Regions from separate parts of the Drosophila melanogaster genome. Here region 2 is linked to region 1. The links are chromatin contacts, called in public Hi-C maps. All regions are on one chromosome and are shown on one strand. The core of a region is the stretch at or near the end of the contact, and the rest is flanking DNA. Distances in the headings are between cores, read along the strand shown. Region 1 holds the start of Eip74EF (Ecdysone-induced protein 74EF). Region 2 holds the start of lncRNA:CR45938 (long non-coding RNA:CR45938).

Region 1 (6,568 bases), core at 2,494-4,993:
GCACGTTCCCCATAATCGTTGCGATAAGGGGTGAAATACATACGTTCGAGTTAGGATCCTACGTGGGATGTGGCAAGCTATATTGTAACTTCAATTACTCAAACTATCTATCTTTTAAGAATATCTAAGCAAACTGAAACGTTTTATTGGTAGTTTTTTACATTTAAAGAGTGGTATTTCAAGATTATTTAAGATTCCTAAGAATGTTTGTTTCTTTCCTTAAAACTATCTATTTTTGATATTTTAGCAAAGAATGATTACTTTGCTTCAGTGGTAGCTATAATTTCCCTTTGAGAATAATTTAAATTGGTTTATTATTGGTTTATGACTACTGTGCTGTCCCCTAGTGAGCTTGCTAATAAAAAGTGTACACAATGTTCTGCCCAATAAAGTAAATAAAACCGAATTAGGGCTGTTTAGCTGTACCTAAATCAAACAAAGGCTTGCAAATGAGCTTTAGGGGTGCGAGCAACCTGGTGTTTTTGTGTTTGGGGTGGAATATACGGGTAATCTTATCGGGAAGGATGCGTGGGACCACTATCTAGGTGCGAAGTTCCCCAATATATCTACTAACCCGCAAATGATGATGCCGAAACACTGAACCAACGCCGGGTAAAAGTTGTTCATGGATACGCCCCCGTCGTCGGCGCGTGGCGTCGCCGTTCCATTGGCCAAAGATGAGGCCATGGTCGAGGTGATGACTCTGACATTAGCCTCTGTGCTGGCAGCAATCCGCTGGCTGGCGTAGTACATGGAGCTGTCCATTGGGGACTACTGTGGAGTGGCTGCTAAGCGTGGGAGTTCACTGTTAGTGGGCGACTCTGCGCGTCATAGCGGAAAAAGTGGGGTGCTCCGGTGGGCCAAGCAGCTGATGGGCCGTGACGTCAAAGGGCCAGCTGCGGATTTATTGGATTTTCGCCGACCTTTACTTTATGTTGCTGGCAAATATGTTGCTCTATTATTTAATCGCTTATCTACGCAGTTTTGTTTGCCAATTTGATGGTTGTTGTTGTGTATTATTAGCACTCTATTTTCCTTCAATAGTCGAAAATGGTCGAAAATCGCAATGCCCGGCAGGCTGATTTCACTTTCATCTGTTCGAACGACGCATTGCTGATTTTTGAGTCCGCAGCACTTGCTTTTGGCAATTAAACGAATTTATTAATTTGCGCAAATTAACGTAGTTAAGAGCTCAAAAGCGCCCGCCGATGCGTTTTGTTTTTAATTTGCAATGCGAATGGTGGGACCGCAGCGCGGTCGTTAAGTAATACCAGCGGGGCAACCAAAATGTACTAAAATACACCATTTATATGTTATGAAAATACCAAACAAAAATACTAAGGCAGTGCTACAAAGAGACCGTTAAAATATCTGTTATTTACACAGTTTTTCCTAAAATTGAACGACATATAAGCTAAATATCGAACCAGTTAAACAAACCAGTTCGAATGAGTTATCTTTCCAAATTACAATAAAAACAGTTTCATTTAAGAACAATAAGTCGTTGGTTGACAGACCTGCCAAACAGTGCTGCCCACCAACACTGTACGGTCCAAACAGCTGATTGGTATAGGAAAAAGAAGAAGACAATTAGTCATCAAACAAAATTTGTAGAACGAATTAAAGTGGAAAACCCACAAATTTCCCATAAATTTTGCGTGTTGTAGTTAAAATAATAAAGCAGTCAATATGAATCGCCTTTTTGGTCGTGGTAAGCCCAAGGAGCCGGGTCCAAGTCTAAACGATTGCATCGCCGGGGTAAGTGTCGAAATCATGGAGAAAACAAAGCAAATAACAATTTATTACACTCAACAGGTCGATGCCCGAGCAACAAACATCGAAGAGAAGATCAGTAATCTGGAGGCAGAGCTGCGCAAATACCGCGAACAAATGTCCAAGATGCGAGAAGGTCCTGCCAAGAACTCCGTGAAACAGAAGGCCCTCCGGGTTCTCAAACAAAAGAAGGCGTACGTTCAATGCCCCACCCACTGCCTAGTATCGATTATATTCCAAACCTCCAGTGTTACTCTTCTCCAGACATTTGAAATTATCATTTCCTAATCTATAAGTTCCATTACCTTATGAAATTTACATCCACAATCAATTTTTTTATTGTGTCCTGTTCTAAATGAGTATTTTAAACCATTTTGAACTTTATTTGTTTCCTACACAGCTACGAACAGCAGGCAGAATCTCTGCGCAACCAGTCGTTCAACATGGAACAGGCCAACTATGCGGCGCAATCCTTGAAGGATACTCAGGCCACCGTGGCGGCCATGAAGGATGGAGTCAAGCAGATGAAGACCGAGTACAAGAAGATCAACATCGACCAGATCGAGGTAAGCATAGTTAGCTGGAAAGAGATGGAAATGTCCCAGAAATATGAACATAAATTAATTTTTATCCTTTTGCCTAAAGGACATCCAAGACGACATGGCTGATATGTTTGAGCAGGCGGACGAGGTGCAGGAGGCACTGGGCCGCACGTACGGCATGCCTGAGGTGGATGACGACGACCTGCAGGCCGAGTTGGATGCTCTGGGCGATGAGATTGCCTTGGACGATGACACCAGCTATTTGGATGACGTGGTCAAGGCTCCGGAGGCGCCGAGTCGAGAGCCGGGAGCTGACAGCATCGTCCCTGGAAAGGTATAATGCTGCTTATATGGATAGCAGCTTGATTGCTTACTAACGAGCTAATTTCTTACAGAGCACCATTGAAACGGATGAGTTCGGCTTGCCCAAGATTCCGACATCGCTGAAGACCACATAGGCAAGCTGCCAAGCTGCCAGCTCTCATGTTTCCATTCTTTATCCTTTGTTGAACCTTGGGCACGCTTTGTATATTTTATGTGTAATGGAGCCATCAAAGATTCCCTCTCAAGTCTCACTTTTGTAACCATTTGTTTTTTCAATAAATAGCCGTTTAGTTATCACGCCACACTAATGACGCATTATATTGGTTAATTTATGAAAGTTAATATATATAGTGAAAAAACATTAATATATTTCAACTTCAAACTTTCACTTAATTCAGGGAAAGAAATTATTATTATTTATTATTTATTAGGTTTGTGCTTAAAAATTTTAACAATGAAACATTCGTTCTTTAGTTTTTATCCAGCGGTTAAATCAATTAATATAGTTTAAATTGTAAATTAAATAGTTTGACCCTTTTTTGATCGGATGTACAGCTGTACGTATACGTGATAAACACTTAAGTCAAAAACTCATTTCAAACAAAATTTGGTGAGCTTGCAGAACAGGTAAGAAGAAGCTTGCCATTGAATTACGATATTTTCAATTTAAGTAAGTTTTTGAGTATAAAAGTGAGTATAATGTACTGCTTACTTTTTTGAGAAAGCAGAATACTTGCTGAATGAGTTTCCGCCGCATTGTAATTGAAATGGATTTAGCGTTAATCGAACGCAAAGCAATGTTAATATATTTTTTGGCCTTGAAATTAAATAAGGTGTTGTTGGAAATAAAGTACGCAAAAACAAAAACTATTTCCCACAATTTCGACGTACAGAGGATGCACTGTAGCTCCCTACTCTCTTTGGCTCTCCCTGCAATTGCAATTGCATTCCGCTCTCTTAGCCTCGCTTGCGCTCTCTACGCTAACGAGCTTTGAAGTTCAGAGCGTGAACTTGAGCGTTTCTCTGCCGTTGTCGTCGCGAGGTGGAGGTGCGCTGGTGTGCGTGAGCGGGTCTCAGTGCAGCGCAGTGCCTGTGTGCAAAAATACGCTTGTTCGCCGTTTAGTTGTCTTTTGACTGCTGTAACGGACAGTCGCAAATTTTGCCCCAACTCTGATTCGAGCGATTCGAATGCGAAGAGGAAAACCTTCGCTTTTCAAACACGCATAACAAAAACCAAACAACAAAACAAATTAGCAGCAACAAAAATCAATTGTTCAAACGTAACTGTAACTGCAGCGTTCGCGCCAACCGACAGAACGCCCGCTCGCCCGCCCGCCCACTTTTCCCGCCCACCGTCGTCGTCGCCGCCGTCGCGTCGCTAATTAAACGCTTTGCTACCGATCAAAAGTGCAATCCCAAAATATCAAACAAATAAAATGCGTTACAAAGAGTTCTGAAGCAGCAAAAATCGCGCGAAGAAATCTCGCTGTTCAAGTGGCCTTAGCGTGATGATTAAAATGTCAATTAATTAATCCAAATATCTGGTGGCATCTGACAGCCTTTGGTCGGCTTTTCCCGCCCTCCCCTGACCACGCCCCCGCCCCCATAAAGAAAAGTGCCTGAAAGTTTATACATATTTACACAAGAATTTTAGAAATTAAGTGATAAATCGCAAAGTAACTGATAGAAACTTCGAGGCAATAGGGTATATGATTTTTTTCTGCCGTTGCCGGAACATTATGGATATATCGCCAATTGGATTACTTTTGCTTGAGATGGTAAGTGACTAATTCCAGAACCTTGTTTTCCTTTCGACCAGCAGATCGCTCATACGCAGCGTTGCATTCGCCGCGGCAGCGGAGTTGCCTCGAATGCAGGAAGCGAATGGCGCAAAAAAAAGCTCTCTATTTATTTCGTCATCGGTGCACATACATACATTGCACATAGACGCATGTATAGCTACATACTTGAAAGTTCGTGAAAGTGTTGAAAATTTTAGGAGGAAGAAGATCGGGGTGAAAAGTGGGTGGGAAAAATGCCTGCGCCTCCAGCGAAAATATCCTTTAATAATAGTTGCTAAAATCTGCAGGATCATTTTGTGTACTAGAATTATATTATAGAATTAGTACTAATAAAAGCTTTTCTTTGTTAACATATCGAGTATTTGACATGTTTTCAAAGAAAATGTGCGAAACGCTTGCTTTGTTTACGAGATTGCATTATATAAAATATAATATTTTCAATTGGTAATATAGTTTAGGTGGTGTTAAATTTTCTAACACACTTTGCATTGATAAGAGCTCCACACATATCAAACTTGTAGGAATGTCATTATGCATTATTAATTTGAAATGACTTGCAAACTTTTTCAATAAGAATACATATTTAATTGTATCGTTTTTTTCCATTTTTAAGCAATTAAGATATGAATCTAAAAATTGTAATGCATTACATTACAGTGCAATAATTGAAATAAATATTTGGTCATGCACATTTTCCCACTACCCTTTTATTTATTTTTAATGCGGGCATGACTAATCCCAGAATTGAGGAAAAAAAAACCAAATTCGCTGAATTTCAATTTGGCAAGAAAACTTTTTGCATGTTTGATTTTGGATAATCCCCGCCCTTCTAGAATTTCACAGCCCAAAGCGCTGGCCCAGTTAAGACTTGAGTTTGGGTTTTAGCCAATTAACAGAATTCGATACAAAGTGAAGAAGCGATCAATAAAAGCGCCAGCCACAGCAAATAAATTATATTTTGCTATTTTATTACGTTTTTTGTAAATGCTACATGTCAATCCGTTTCGTTTTTCTACTCAATTTGGTTAACCACAAGCTGAGATAAAAAACCTATTCAGATTTGCAAGTCAAAGTTAGGCGATCGGCCTTCGAAGGGGGCAATAAATAATACTGCCTGACCTGAGGGCCCTGAAAATACGTACTTCCTAAAATTTATTCCATTTGCCGCTGAGCAACAGAATCACTGACCAACCTCACCAAACATTGCCATTCCCCCATTCCCATTTGCCAAAAATAAAACCAAAACAAGGAACAAAAATATTTGAAAACAAAATCCAAATGGGATTTGCCAAACAAACGCGATAGCCCTCTGCTGATAAGAAAGTTTCGAGTAGAGCGCTGGCTCAAAATTAATTTGGATTCTTCACTAAATCAAAGATAATCCCAATTTAGTAGCTACAAAAATAAAGTTAAAAGTAAAGTTCTACCAAAACTATCTTAATGTGATATGGAGCGAGGGAGAGCGCAGATAGAGAGAACGAGATAGTGATCGTCGGAGAGGAGAGTGGAGTGTGGAGAGGGACGGGTCGAAAACGTTTGCAAAGGCAATGAACGCGAGCTTTTGGCGTTTTCTTCCGATAACGGGCACTACGTACACAGCACACGCACACCAACAAACCCTCGAATATCAATAGACACAAACACACACACATAAGCACGCACTCACACAGATACAATCGCCCGAGTTCGCTCAGTTTCGCGCTAGTTCAGTTCAGTTTTCCTCCCATGTCGCATGACCCTGGCCTGCTATTGAAGCTCTAGACACATTCGGAGGGCGATACAAAGCGCACCATTCAAAATATATACTAGGTATTGTCTATGTCCGCGCACACATGCCCAAATCATACTAGTTGCCGGCGTATCTGTACCCAAAGTACTCGCTTTTCTTGCCTTTTTCCACCACTAATGCTAATGCTGCAGCGGGGTATCCGTTGTATTTCACTTCGGATATATAGCGATAAGTAGGAATTATGTGGGAGTGATGGGGGTGGCATGGTGCACAGGTGCAGGAGTGGGAAGTGCTAAACTCTTTGGTGACAAAGTCAAAAGTGACAGTTATTTAGGAAAACAATATTTACTTATTTAGAAAGATCACAGTTTTCGCAAATTAATAATAAGTATCAATTA
Region 2 (6,568 bases), core at 3,009-5,508, 1.1 Mb before region 1:
ACTATTATTATTATTATAGTTATTATTATTATTATTATATTATTATAATTAACTTTGATATTCTTAATGCTACGTTACGTATACACAATATTTATAACAATTCCCACTTATCGATTAACTAACTATTTGTAAACTCAAAACAATTTGTAGCAGTGGAATAGTTAGTCATTAATTTAAAACACACACACACACCCAACATCCGCTAGGCTGAAAAATATACCAGAAAATAACGTATACGCACCACTGGTGCCAAATTAGTGTTTACCGAATTGCATATGCTGCGAGCAGCTTTAAAAGTAAAGGCAATACTCTAAAACGCCTACAAAAACGGCAAGTGACAGGCCTCGTATTGATTTTCCCGTTGTGTGAGAAATTTCCCAAAAAAAAAATAAAAGAAAGGGTGAAAAAAAAGGAAGGGCCGGAAGGTGGGAATAACTTTCAACAAACAATTTTGTCGCATACAAATTGAACCACTTAACCCCTCTCGAAAAAAACTTCCAACAAAAAGGTGAAAATCTAAATAAAAGCCGAAACTGAAAGTGAAGAAATGTCGCTAGGAAATTATGTAAGAGTCAGCTTAACAAAAAAAGATAGTAAATGGATCAACAAAGTAGCCGGAAAAAATGCGAAGTGAACGATTTTATGAACTCCATAAATTCCCTATCGATTGACGATTAGCGATTCGTATTTCTCGTATTTTACCTTGCCCAACATAAATAGACTTGATACTGAGCCGGAAAAAAGGAAAAGGCCATAAAATAGCGGCTGTAAGTCGTCCACAAATACAGATAACTTTCCCAACACACACAAGAGAGCGGTGAGAGTGTGAGAGAGAGTGAGTTTTTCTTTTTGGGAGAGTTGGCAGGCAACAACAATGACCGTGTTGTCCCAGTTTTCACACACACTGTCCTTGACCTACTCCACTCGACAGCAACAACAAAGTTGTCTAATGCGGAAAGCCTCTCTGTCTTTGACGCTCCCTCGCTCTTTTTCGGGTTCGCAGGTGTGCCTGTGTGTGCAAGTGTGTGTGTGTCTGCAGGGAGAGAAATGTCGTAATAGAAAGCTCTTTCGCGTTGCCAAGCCAAAACATAATCAAAAGAGAGAGCCGCAACTGCGGCGTTTGAGAGCAGAAGTTGCAGAGGCCCTCTCTCTCTCTAACACGCACACAAACTTATTCAAATGCATATGTATGTTGATTATTTGTAAACAATACGCTTGACCTAAATTACAGTTACTTGTTCGCCGCACTAAAACTGCATATATCAATGCTTGTGTTCGTATTCGTATTCGTGTGCTTGTGTGTTTGGATTTTAATTTTTCCCCTTGCCTTCGGATCTCAGATGCATATTTTATGGTGGCCACCTGCTGCCCATTGCCACCCACTCGCGCGCTTTTTTTTTGTGTCTTTGTTTTTGTGCTACGGGTGTGTGAAAACAACCCCCGACAATTGCATCTTGTAATCAACATGGCGCTAGCTGCAATCGCAATCTGTTTTTGGCTTAAGCCGCCACCCTCGCAATTCTCATTTACACGTAGAGAAAATATCTAACTTAACGCCGCAATATAAAGGTGTTACTTTTTAAATAACAGTTTTGTTGTATTTGTTTTCACAACTTTTGTAGAAGTAGAAGAGGTAATATAATATTTAAAACGTAGTTGCTAATAATAACTACGATTTACATGTAGTAAAATATATTATCGGCTGTTGGTAGGAAATCTACTTATCACTTTTCCAAATTAGAGATAATGAATACAAAACTTTGATTTTGACTTTTGTTTCCTATGAAGTTGATATTCCAACGATTTTATTTCTCTGCACACTTTACGCTCATTTTTCGTGCTGCGCCATAAGAAGCGCATTTTTATTGCGTTTCATTTAGCGTGTTCTCACACACTAACGCAAGTAAATACACAGATGTGCGTTGTACAGTTTTTGTTTTACTACTGTTGTACAAAGCGGCGTATGCGCAATATGTGTATGTAACCATATTTCCCATGTGCGTGCCCATATGTGCGTATGCATGTGCACCCTGCTGTTGATAGTGTGCGTTTGTTTCTGTGAAGCGTTGTTATGAGTTGGCTTTTAATGAGGAGCATGTATGAAACGAATAGGATGCTAACCCCCTCGCGTTGCAATTTTGCCAGCCCGAATTGTGGGTCAGTTAAGTGGGAAATGTTGAAAATGTTCAAAATTGTGTAGAACCATTGAAAATCAACGGGGAATGGGTGTTTCATGAAAACTGGGTGCTCATTAATTTGTTTAACTATTTTACATTGCTAAGAATATCTGTTTATTTCCTAGTTTAGGAACTTCTCCGATTTTCACGAAGGTTCCCGTAGTCAACAAATCAGATTTGAGAGATAAGGGAATTTTGTTAGGAAATTGAGAACAGAATTAATTCTTTTACCAAGAATCATTTTCTACTTCGAAACTCATTCATACTCATTTGCAAATGTGTTTTCTTGCAGCTGTTCGAGCGGATAGAATGCGTGGTGGACGCAACAAATTCGGACCCATGTACAAACGGGATCGCGCGCGGAAGTTGCAAGTGATGCGGCAGCGGCAGTTGGCGCTGCAAGCGCTGCGCAACTCGATGGGTCCGGACATCAAGCCAACGCCGATCTCGCCGGGCTACCAGCAAGCATATCCAAATATGAACATTAAGCAGGAAATTCAAATACCTCAGGTGAGCGATGCGATCAGGATTGTTTTTCTCAATAATACTTTTGGTCGTTTTGATTGCTTTCATCGTTGTCATCGCTTTGGCATACAATTGATATTTAAGATTTATGGAATACAACCTATAGTTATGAACGAATTTCTGCTTATATCTTCAGGTATCCTCACTCACCCAATCTCCGGACTCGTCGCCCAGCCCCATAGCAATTGCGTTGGGACAGGTGAACGCGAGCACGGGCGGTGTTATAGCCACGCCCATGAACGCCGGCACTGGCGGCAGTGGGGGCGGTGGTCTGAACGGACCAAGTTCCGTGGGCAACGGCAATAGCAGCAACGGCAGCAGCAACGGCAACAACAACAGCAGCACGGGCAACGGAACGTCCGGAGGAGGAGGTGGCAATAATGCGGGCGGCGGAGGAGGAGGAACCAATTCCAACGATGGCCTGCATCGCAACGGCGGCAATGGCAACAGCAGTTGCCACGAGGCTGGAATAGGATCTCTGCAGAACACGGCCGACTCGAAATTGTGGTATTTAGCCCAAAAGCCAGAACAAAACTCAATGAATATTCGAACTCAAACCAAATTAAACGACAAACGAACTTCAACAAACATTGAAAAGAAACTTTCGTTACATAAGCATATTTGTGGAAAAGGATTCAACCTGATCATGCAGCAAGTGTGGAAAAGGGCAGTCATATCAATATAATAATCAATATAATATAATAATTAGACTTGAAAAAAAAAGATGTATTGTAAAAAATGTACAAACCTTGAACGATTTCCTTGTACAGAAGAAGAGTATATACATTTAATTGGAAATATTTGTATTCATTATCAGATATTATATGAGCTTCGGTTTCTATATTTAAATATATATCTGATAATGATATTATAGATCTCCAATTAAAGTCTTCATCAAACTGCCCTTTTACGAATTGCTTAGTTATCACTTGATGAGCTCTCCAATTAGAAGTGATCTGAACTTTAATTTATAACTTTTCCTATATCTTTTGTTTTCTACCAAAAAGCTTCGATTCTGGCACACATCCATCGAGCACAGCCGACGCGCTAATCGAGCCATTAAGGTGGGTTTTTGCTGGCGTAAATTGAAGTCTTGAGATCCATTTAATCACATTATTATTCATGCAGAGTCTCACCGATGATTCGTGAATTTGTGCAATCTATTGACGATCGGGAATGGCAGACGCAACTGTTTGCCCTGCTGCAGAAGCAAACCTACAACCAGGTGGAAGTGGATCTCTTCGAGCTGATGTGCAAAGTGCTCGACCAGAATTTGTTCTCGCAAGTAGACTGGGCACGGAACACCGTCTTCTTCAAGGATCTGAAGGTATGGACCAACACCCCGATATCCTCACATCGAGTAAATCAAAAATCAGAAATCAGAAATCAGAAAATCAGCAAACACAGACAGCAGCAACATGGTTCAAAGCCAAAAACCAGTTTTCAAACTAGGGGCCAAGTCTGCGGCATGTTATGTAAACCACCGACAACTGAAAGCGACGTCGACAGCGACGCCGGCAGAATGTGCATTGAATTTCGATTTCATTTGGCGTCTGACCTACTTAGCCAGCAAAGCTGAACCAGTCAGTCAGCCAAGCAGCAGCGTCTCTCGCTCAATGACGCAACTGATGTGCTCACCCATACCACAGCCCATCAAGAGCGGAGAAACTGAAACGGAGACTGAGACAGAGACAGTGACATAGAGCGAAACCGAGAGAATCCCCAAGAGAAAGAGACGACGTGTTGTAATACCAGAGCATCCAAAACTAGGCCTTAACTTATCTACATACCATATCATCATACAAAATGTATCTATTGACTATTGAGCGTGCGGTTGCTACTATAAACTGAAACTAAACTGAGATCACTCTATTTAAAAAAACATTTAAAAAAATAAGTAAATCTACTAAAAATTATTGTATACGAAAGGTTTATTGGTTCAAATGAATTAGCTATCATTATTAGAACTACTAAAAGGAAAATTGTATTAATATTATTAATCAGCAAAACTGATGATTGTTGTATGGAAATATGATGATGGAAATATCTATATGATGTATGGAAATATCTTATTATCTTATTAATTAAAACGGCTTTTAAACCTTCTTTATGCATAGTGGCAACCGCGCCTGTTATGTTTAAGTCTTTTTTCATTTCCAATTTACTAATAAAATTTTATTTATATTTTTTAATTTAGGTCGACGACCAAATGAAGCTGCTGCAGCATTCCTGGTCGGACATGCTTGTTCTGGATCACCTGCATCATCGAATCCATAACGGCCTGCCCGACGAGACGCAACTGAACAATGGTCAGGTGTTCAATCTGATGAGTCTGGGTTTGTTGGGAGTGCCACAGCTGGGCGATTACTTCAACGAGCTGCAGAACAAGCTGCAGGACCTGAAATTCGATATGGGCGACTATGTCTGCATGAAATTCCTAATCCTGTTGAATCCAAGTAAGGCCGTATAAGTTGCGCGGTGCAGATTGACAACCTTCTTAAACCCTTGAATATTTCCCATAGGTGTACGGGGTATTGTCAACCGGAAGACCGTCTCCGAGGGACATGATAATGTGCAAGCCGCTTTGCTGGACTACACCCTCACCTGCTATCCGTCAGTGAATGTGAGTAAAGGATTCAGTTTTAATGTGTAGGGTATCTGAGCTAAAAACCATTTACTTTTGAAATCATTTGTAAATTGCGTACAAACAACTCTAAGCAACGATTCTCTTTCGCCTAATTGCAGGACAAATTCAGAGGGCTAGTTAACATCTTACCGGAAATCCATGCCATGGCCGTTCGCGGCGAGGATCACCTGTACACCAAGCACTGTGCCGGCAGTGCGCCCACCCAAACGCTGCTCATGGAGATGCTGCACGCCAAGCGCAAGGGATAGAGGCCGGGAGAACGTGACACGGAATACTTAATCATTTATGAAATGTAAATAACAAGGCGGGAAGGCCCTCGGGGCAACCGGGTCATGGAAGGCGAACGAAGGATACAGCAGAATTCCGTATTATGAATATGGGAATGCATCATCACTACTACCACCAACTATCACACCTATACACACACATGCACACATTTGTTGATTCAATGTTAATTATTATTACGTTTACGGTTAGGTCTAGTTTACGTTTAACTAATTAATTAATTTGTCTTAAATTAATTCGTGTTTTATTTGTAGTCCCTGATAAAGCAATTTTAAAACACTTGAACCTAAACGAGAATATGTAGTAGATGTATGGATTTAAATTTAAATACGGCAAGGAGAAACACACTTTTTTAGGCATTACAAAACAAAAGAAGCATGAGAAATTTTATTTTTATATACCTATATGAATACGATACTTATGGATACAAATCTATATATATTTTTATGTAAATTGGCGTACTTTTAGCGTCCTACATATTTTTTAATTAGAATTTGGTTATACTATAGTTTTGAAATTAGTATCGTTCCCACTTGAAGATCGATTCTTGTATTTTTTTGCGCCAAGTGTCTTGCATAGTATTTGCGTCTAATCTAATGGCAACAAAAAAAATATTGGAAAATCCATACAAAGAAAATGAAAACAAAGCAAATTTAGGTGTTCATGGTATGAATGTATGTGTATATTATAATTGTAATTTCATCTAAGTGTAAGAAAACAATGCAAACAACTACCTACAACAAGATAATGAAGAGCAAGAAATTATATAAATTAATAAAGGTCGTGTTAAAAACTATATAGAAAATATATACTTACATGTATATTTAAATTTAGCAGCGAGTTTCAACTATTTGTAAATTTCAACCAAGATGTAATTGTTTCAATGTCAACAACAAACAAATTGTAAAGCTTATATTTAAAATACAAAATATAT

What was found. Hi-C and Micro-C count contacts between places; a contact is called where the count stands out from the background.
Region 2: a Hi-C map of the Kc167 cell line shows a contact between it and region 1, with 1.8 times the contacts expected there.

What each region holds. Positions count from the first base shown.
Region 1 is chr3L:17,616,500-17,623,067 of dm6, reverse strand. Eip74EF (Ecdysone-induced protein 74EF) reads left to right here and starts at 3,743. Exons shown (of 8, transcript NM_168740.3): 1 at 3,743-4,417. It overlaps Vps60 (Vacuolar protein sorting 60), which reads left to right and starts at 1,443. Exons shown (of 5, transcript NM_001275065.1): 1 at 1,443-1,758; 2 at 1,816-1,967; 3 at 2,174-2,339; 4 at 2,419-2,649; 5 at 2,711-2,945. The coding sequence starts at 1,690. The coding sequence ends at 2,773. anchor (anchor,) reads right to left here and starts at 1,244. Exons shown (of 13, transcript NM_001275066.1): 1 at 575-1,244. The coding sequence starts at 765.
Region 2 is chr3L:18,751,775-18,758,342 of dm6, reverse strand. It overlaps lncRNA:CR45938 (long non-coding RNA:CR45938), which reads left to right and starts at 4,258. Exons shown (of 1, transcript NR_133269.1): 1 at 4,258-4,546. ftz-f1 (ftz transcription factor 1) reads left to right here. Exons shown (of 10, transcript NM_079419.3): 4 at 2,470-2,687; 5 at 2,839-3,209; 6 at 3,710-3,766; 7 at 3,831-4,029; 8 at 4,900-5,158; 9 at 5,225-5,325; 10 at 5,448-6,568. The coding sequence ends at 5,597.